Linked DNA regions of Sus scrofa: region 2 is linked to region 1. The links are chromatin contacts, called in public Hi-C maps. All regions are on one chromosome and are shown on one strand. The core of a region is the stretch at or near the end of the contact, and the rest is flanking DNA. Distances in the headings are between cores, read along the strand shown.

The links. Hi-C and Micro-C count contacts between places; a contact is called where the count stands out from the background.
Region 2: a Hi-C map of omental adipose tissue shows a contact between it and region 1, with 3 times the contacts expected there. The contact joins the promoter of SF3B5 here to the enhancer-like site in region 1. A contact is called at or near these places in 3 of 5 promoter capture datasets (fetal liver and liver), 28 of 47 Hi-C or Micro-C datasets (adipose tissue, alveolar macrophages, blood and 16 more) and 2 of 2 datasets of contacts at active chromatin or transcription factors (alveolar macrophages and skeletal muscle).

The regions. Positions count from the first base shown.
Region 1 is chr1:21,106,426-21,109,581 of Sscrofa11.1, forward strand. All of the region lies in intron 2 of LOC106506455 (a long non-coding RNA gene), which reads right to left. Among named protein-coding and RNA genes, the nearest start is that of TRNAL-UAA, 5.3 kb to the right of the region's middle. Within about 2 kb of position 1,291, at least 2 of the 83 cell types and tissues checked have an H3K27ac peak or open chromatin away from gene starts, as enhancers often do. A contact at or near this core is called in omental adipose tissue, where this site is marked.
Region 2 is chr1:21,229,452-21,232,855 of Sscrofa11.1, forward strand. It overlaps SF3B5 (splicing factor 3B subunit 5), which reads left to right and starts at 1,813. Exons shown (of 2, transcript XM_003121152.4): 1 at 1,813-2,237; 2 at 2,347-2,563. The coding sequence starts at 1,957. The coding sequence ends at 2,217.

The DNA.
Region 1 (3,156 bases), core at 41-2,540:
AGCTCCTAACCCGGGAATCTCCGTATGCTGTGGGTGTGGTCCTAAAAAGACAAAAAAAACAAAAACAAAAAAACAAACCGCCCTTTGCGACAACATGGATGTTTTAATAATCGGAGGCATTATGCTAAATAGAATGTCAGAAAGATAAATACTTTTTAATTGCACATATATGCAGAATCTTAAAAAACAAAATAAAACCAGACTCACAGATAAGATTAGTGGTTACCAGAGGGGAGAGGGCCTGGGGGGCTGGGGGCAAACAGATGAAGGGGGTCAACTGTATGATGATGGAATATTAATATATATGTGATGGTGATCACTTCATAGTGCAAACAGATGTCAAATTATAATGCCGTACATCGGAAACTTACATATTAAAACAAACAGGAGTTCCCGTCGTGGCGCAGTGGTTAACGAATCCGACTAGGAACCATGAGGTCGCGGGTTCGGTCCCTGCCCTTGCTCAGTGGGTTAATGATCCGGCGTTGCCGTGAGCTGTGGTGTAGGTTGCAGACGCGGCTCGGATCCTGCGTTGCTGGGGCTCTGGCGTAGGCCAGTGGCTACAGCTCCGATTCAACCCCTAGCCTGGGAACCTCCATATGCCGAGGAAGCGGCCCAAGAGATAGCAACAACAAAACAACAACAAAACAACAACAACAACAAAAAAAGACAACAACAAAAAAAAGACAATAAAACAAACAAATTTGGGCCACCTGACTCTTAATCAGTTCTGTGTTGCCACTTAGGACCTAGGCTGCATATTTCACAATTTACATGTACTCGTATGTTTACACATAAAGGAGACTGGAATTGAGACAAATATTTGATACTTTTTTCTTTATTTAAATTTTAGTTTATGATTTTTATTTTTTCCATTATAGCTGATTTACCTTAATAATCTACTTTTTCAATGCAATTTTAAACGTTACCTTAGTGAACTGCTAGCCTCACTACACTGCATTAATAAAACAAATGACTGAAAATACAACTTAGATCCAAAGATAAATTTGAGACCTGAATTGCACGAGTACATTCATGAACTACTTGGGTGACAAAAACGATACAAATGATTCCTGAACTACTCAAGTGTTTTCCTCTGTGGGCTTCTAAATCTTCATTTTCCTCATCAGCAAGGTCCACACCAACAGAAGAAAGAGAAAGAGTAGAAGAAGGGGGAAAAAAGTGTGAGAATGCCTGAACCCACACTATCCTAGCTATACTAACTATACTTTCTTATTTTCTGTGTTCTTGATGCTCTGGCATCTGGGGCCTTGCTGACCAGGGAGGGACTGCTCCTCCCAGTGTGAGATAACTCCTGGAAACACCAGAAAACTCAGGGCAGCCCCTTCATTCCAGAGCCTGCTGAAATTACTCAAACTAGCCAATCAGCCTGTTGGCCGTGCCTTATCCATCCCACCTGTGAAAACCACAATAAAGCTTCTTGCTCTTGCTTTTCCCTTTCTCCCTCTGCCTCCTGATCGACCCCGGTTCTTCCCTACATGGTGCGCTGGGACTCTTGTTTCCAGGGATCTGTGAGTATAAAAACATTCTTACCTCATGACATTCTGCATGTCTTACCACATCTGACTTCAAGACACATATCCTAAATGAAGACTAGCATGTGTACAATAAACAGGATGGACTGTGAAATATACTCATTGGATTTCAACGTTGCTCATTAGAAATAAGCATTTCTATAGCTCATACAATGCACAGACACTTTGTTAGACAGTTGCCATTTCACCTCAGTAAGGACCCAGTGTAATCATTCCTTCTCTGCCAAGCACTCTGATAAGTGGTTCAGAGATATCAAAATCAATTTGGATAAAAATGAAACCAGGTGGTTCGCAAGAGCCTTGCTTATTAGGTTTAGGATCCGGGGTTGCTGTGAGCTGTGGTGTGGGTTGCAGAGGAGGCTTGGATCCCGTGTTGCTGTGGCTCTGGTATAGACTGGAGGCTACAGCTCCAAATGGACCCCTAGCCTGGGAACCTCCATATGCCGAGGGTGTGGCCCTAAAAAGACTGGGGAAAAAAAAAAAAATCTCCAAGTTCCAACTTGCTACTAAGGACGAAGAAAGCTTCCTGCTCAGGATTTCTAAAATCGGACACAACTTCTGTGTTTTAAAGCTGATAACTAATCCAAATTTCTATTCTTCTTTAACTTCACAATGAGTTTTGGAGTTTGAAAGAAACAAAGATGATGGATATGATGAGGAAATGCATACAATTAAAATTATAGCTCATGTGAGTTGGGTCAGTGATTTGGAATACTTTTCAATGGCAGATATTTCGTAACTGATTCAAAAAGGTCAATTTACAGGCTGGATTACACATATCCTTAACATGCTCCTAAACACAGTAATTGTGAATCAGAATTTTACAGTCAGAATAAGACAGACAGTATTTAACAAATAAATTTGTCTCAAATTAACCAGTAGATGTCACTATTTAAATGTATTGGCCAGGAGTTCCCATCGTGGCGCAGTGGTTAACGAATCCGACTAGGAACCATGAGGTTGCGGGTTCGGTCCCTGCCCTTGCTCAGTGGGTTAACGATCCGGCGTTGCCGTGAGCTGTAGTGTAGGTTGCAGACGCGGCTCGGATCCTGCGTTGCTGTGGCTCTGGCGTAGGCCGGCGGCTACAGCTCCGATTCGACCCCTAGCCTGGGAACCTCCATATGCCGCGGAAGCGGTCCAAGAAATAGCAAAAAAAAAAAAAAAAAAAAAAAAAAAAAAAAAAAAAAAAAATAAATGTATTGGCCAGTTTTCCTACAGAGTTCTGCATAAAGTCCAAGAGAAAAAAAATCATGTGGAATAACCTAAAACATGCTTATAAATCCAAACTCATTTATAGTTCAACTTAGTGACTTAATTTCTTGATGTTAAAATAATCATTGGAAAATCATTCTTAGTAGTGGTATACCGACAAAGGATTCAAATTTAAATTCTAAATTTTTTTAAGATTTTCAATCTAAAGAATCTAACATAACAGATCTACTTCTCAAGGAAAAGTAAAAATCTTGCTACATTTTTGGACACGATTTCAATTTTTAAGAACTACCCATATCCTCTAGCTATGTAATTTTGTGTGAAAGAAAACATTACCCTTTACATGTATGAAGGAAAATTGTGTCTAACTGTCCCTATCACATAGGTA
Region 2 (3,404 bases), core at 563-3,062, 120 kb after region 1:
ATGCATAAAGAGTGTCAATGAGGCTTTAAAACCTACATAGTAAAAACGTCTATTGTTTATGGATATACTAATTTTCAGCAGTCAAAAAACCAGACTCAGAATGTTTCTAAATTCAAGAGAGGATCCTGAAATGAATGAATTAGGGAGCCGGATACAGAGAATTCTTCGAGTTTATTTGTATAGCTTTATTTCTTTCAAAAATGAAAACCAAAATAAAATAACAAACTTGGAAATGAAAATGGCAAAATGGCAAGGTATGATATATCTGGATGGTAAATCCACAGGTATGCCTTATAATAACCTCTATGTTTCAGAAATGAAATATTTGTTATAACCAAGTTCACACTTAAGGGGGAAGTTTTTTTTTTTTTTTCCAATTTTTGGTACAGGCATTTGATCCCAGAGGGAACTGTTTTACCACTAAAATTTTTTAATAAAAATTATATATATTTAAGAGGTGCAACATGATTTGATATACATATACACAATAAAATGGTACCACAAACTAATTAACATATTCACCTCCTCACAATTTTTAGTATTGATACAGTATTAACTATAGTTAACTATAGAGCTCTAAACTTACTAGTCCTATCTAACCGTAACTTTATACCAGAATAAAGATACTTTAAAGTTATCTTTCTCCCAGTAAAGAATTTATTTGGCCGTCATACAGGTTTTTTTAATCCATTCATCAGATGTTTTTTGAGAAACAATCTCTGCGAGGCTCTGTGGCTAGCATAACAGAAGCATATGATACAAGACATCATCTCTTTTTCATTAATATTTTTAAAAATATTACTATTTGAATTTATTGAACTTCGCATTTTGGGGTTTTCTTTGTGGATTTCATGCTACAAATAGATCAAGTAGATAGATGTCTCACCCTCAAAAAAAAAAAAAGACATCATCAAAAAAGTAGTTTTTCTCAAGTAGTTTGTATTCGTGTGGGGAAGTTCTTAAACCAAAAACTGGATATAAAGTGATAATAACAAAGAGATGTACAGGATGAAAAGAATTTACATCTGTCTGGAGTAGCCAAAGTCAATTTCAGGGAGATACTTTCGAGCTGACTTAAAAGGGAGAAGTGTTTGCCAGGGGAACAAAAGCATTCCACGCAGATGGAACAGCTCGTACAGAGAACTGGAGAGAGCAGCACGGGAACGTTTGAGAAGTAGAGGCTGAGGGCCTGTAGGTGGGGTGAAACTTGTTGGGAGGATGTCAAAATTAGAAGCTCAAAAGGAGGAGCCTGTTGTGGGGGCCTGAATGTGTCGGAACTGGTGCTGTACTTAGGTCACTAGGCGGGAAACGGCGGCCCCGCAAGCGATGAAAGAAGTTTCCACACAACTTGTAAGAGACATGGCTGGGGTCAGACCTTGAGTTTCCTGACTTCAGGGTGATCCACCCCTGGTTGTGAAACGGCTACTGTACCCTCTGTAGCTCCGAAAGCGGAATTGCACAAAGAGCTCCTTTCCCCAGTTGCTTACAGCCTTGTACTACTTGTTTCCCACTTCCTCTCGGCCCCCCATCCGCCCGAGGATGCTTCCTGCCTCCCAAACACCGCAGTCCATTCAGTCTCTCAAACCCACACACAGAGGTCCCAAGAAGTCTCTGCGAACCAACCCTCGGAAACCACAAGTCCCAGCATGCAAAGCTCCTGTTAGAAAAGGGCCGCTAGATGGACCAGCATGCAACGCTCTGCGAAGGAGGCGGGGCTCTCTATAGGGAAGGCCCACTGGTAGCGTTGCCGAGGCAACTCCAATTCCGTGACAGAATACACTTCCGCCTGGGAGGCCGGGGACCGCGAGTCGCGCTGCTTTGTCGCTGTGACGCCATCCACCTGCGGCCGCGCGTGTACAGAGGTTCCGGCGGGTGGCTCCTCTCCGGCTTGAAACCTTAGAGCGGCTTCTTCTCGTCTGCGGCTTCTGACCTGCGAGCAAAGGAAAAAGCAACGAGATGACAGACCGCTACACCATCCACAGCCAGTTAGAGCATCTGCAGTCCAAATACATCGGCACCGGCCACGCCGACACCACCAAATGGGAGTGGCTGGTGAACCAGCACCGCGACTCCTATTGCTCCTACATGGGCCACTTCGACCTTCTCAACTACTTCGCCATTGCCGAGAATGAGAGCAAAGCGCGAGTCCGCTTCAACTTGATGGAGAAGATGCTGCAGCCTTGCGGCCCGCCCGCCGACAAACCGGAGGAGAACTGAGACCTCACCGTCTCACCGCTGTACGTGAGCACCTCTCTGCGTTCCTCCGGTTTGTCGTCATTCCCGCGGGTTCCTCTCCCAAGTGGACGGATTCTTCATAGCTCTGCTTTTCGTGCTTTCTTTGTACAGAGGTCCTTACCCGGGGCGTTCCGTCCGACCTGCCTTCCTGTGGAACAAAGTGTTGGGAGACCCGTCATAACCCCTGAGAAACTGAACAGTGGAGAGATCCTAAAGTCTGCAGACGTTAGAGGAGATATGGCTGGAGTGAGATGGGATTAAGAGGCTCGTTTTTGGCTAGTTGACTGTCTTCGTTGCTTTTTCTATAAAGTTTAGAAATGTTTCGGTCTCTTGGTGTGGACTACTTGTGTTCTGGTGGAGGGGCCAAGGAGGGCTCTGGGACTGTGGTTTGCCGGGTGGCGGGGGGTATAAAGAAGGGAAGGGTTGGGGAGGGGTTCAACAGTAGCACAGGGCCAAAGTTCGTTGCCAGACACTTAAATACGCTCTTTATAATATTCTCCAACCCTGACTTCTCCCAGGAACTTTTCTCAGGCCCTTAACACATTCACTATTGAGGTTTGTGATCACTGTGTCCTTTTTCTTTCATACAAAAAAAAAAAATCTTGACTCGCTTTGCCTTCTCTCTGTAGATTACACCTCTTTCTTTTGGAAATACGTGGACATATCTTGAGTATTGACAAACTGTCAAATTAGTTCTTAAATTCATTCAGCAAATACGTGTTGAATTTTATGTGGCAGGCTTTAAGGACCTATATTACACTGGTTGGGGGAGCAGAAGACCACAAAATTTGCAGACATAAGCAAGCACATGTTGGAGGGTGCTGTGGAGAATGAGAGTAGCAGTAGGGTTGCAGTTTTAAGTAGAATGCTCAGGAGTTCCCATCCTGGCTCAGCGGAAACAATCTGACTAGGATCCATGAGGATGCAGGTTTGGTCCCTGACCTCACTGAGTGGGTTAATGATCCGGCTTTGCTGTGAGCTGCAGTGTAGGTGGCAGATATGGCAGGGATCCTGTGTTGCTGTGGCACAGGCCAACAGCTACAGCTCTGATACAGTCCCTAGCCTGAGAACCTCCATATGCCACCGGTGTGGCCCTAAAAAAAAAAAAATCCATAAATAAGATGTTCATGTTAAACTATTGAGAAGGTAACATTTAAGCAGAGACTTTA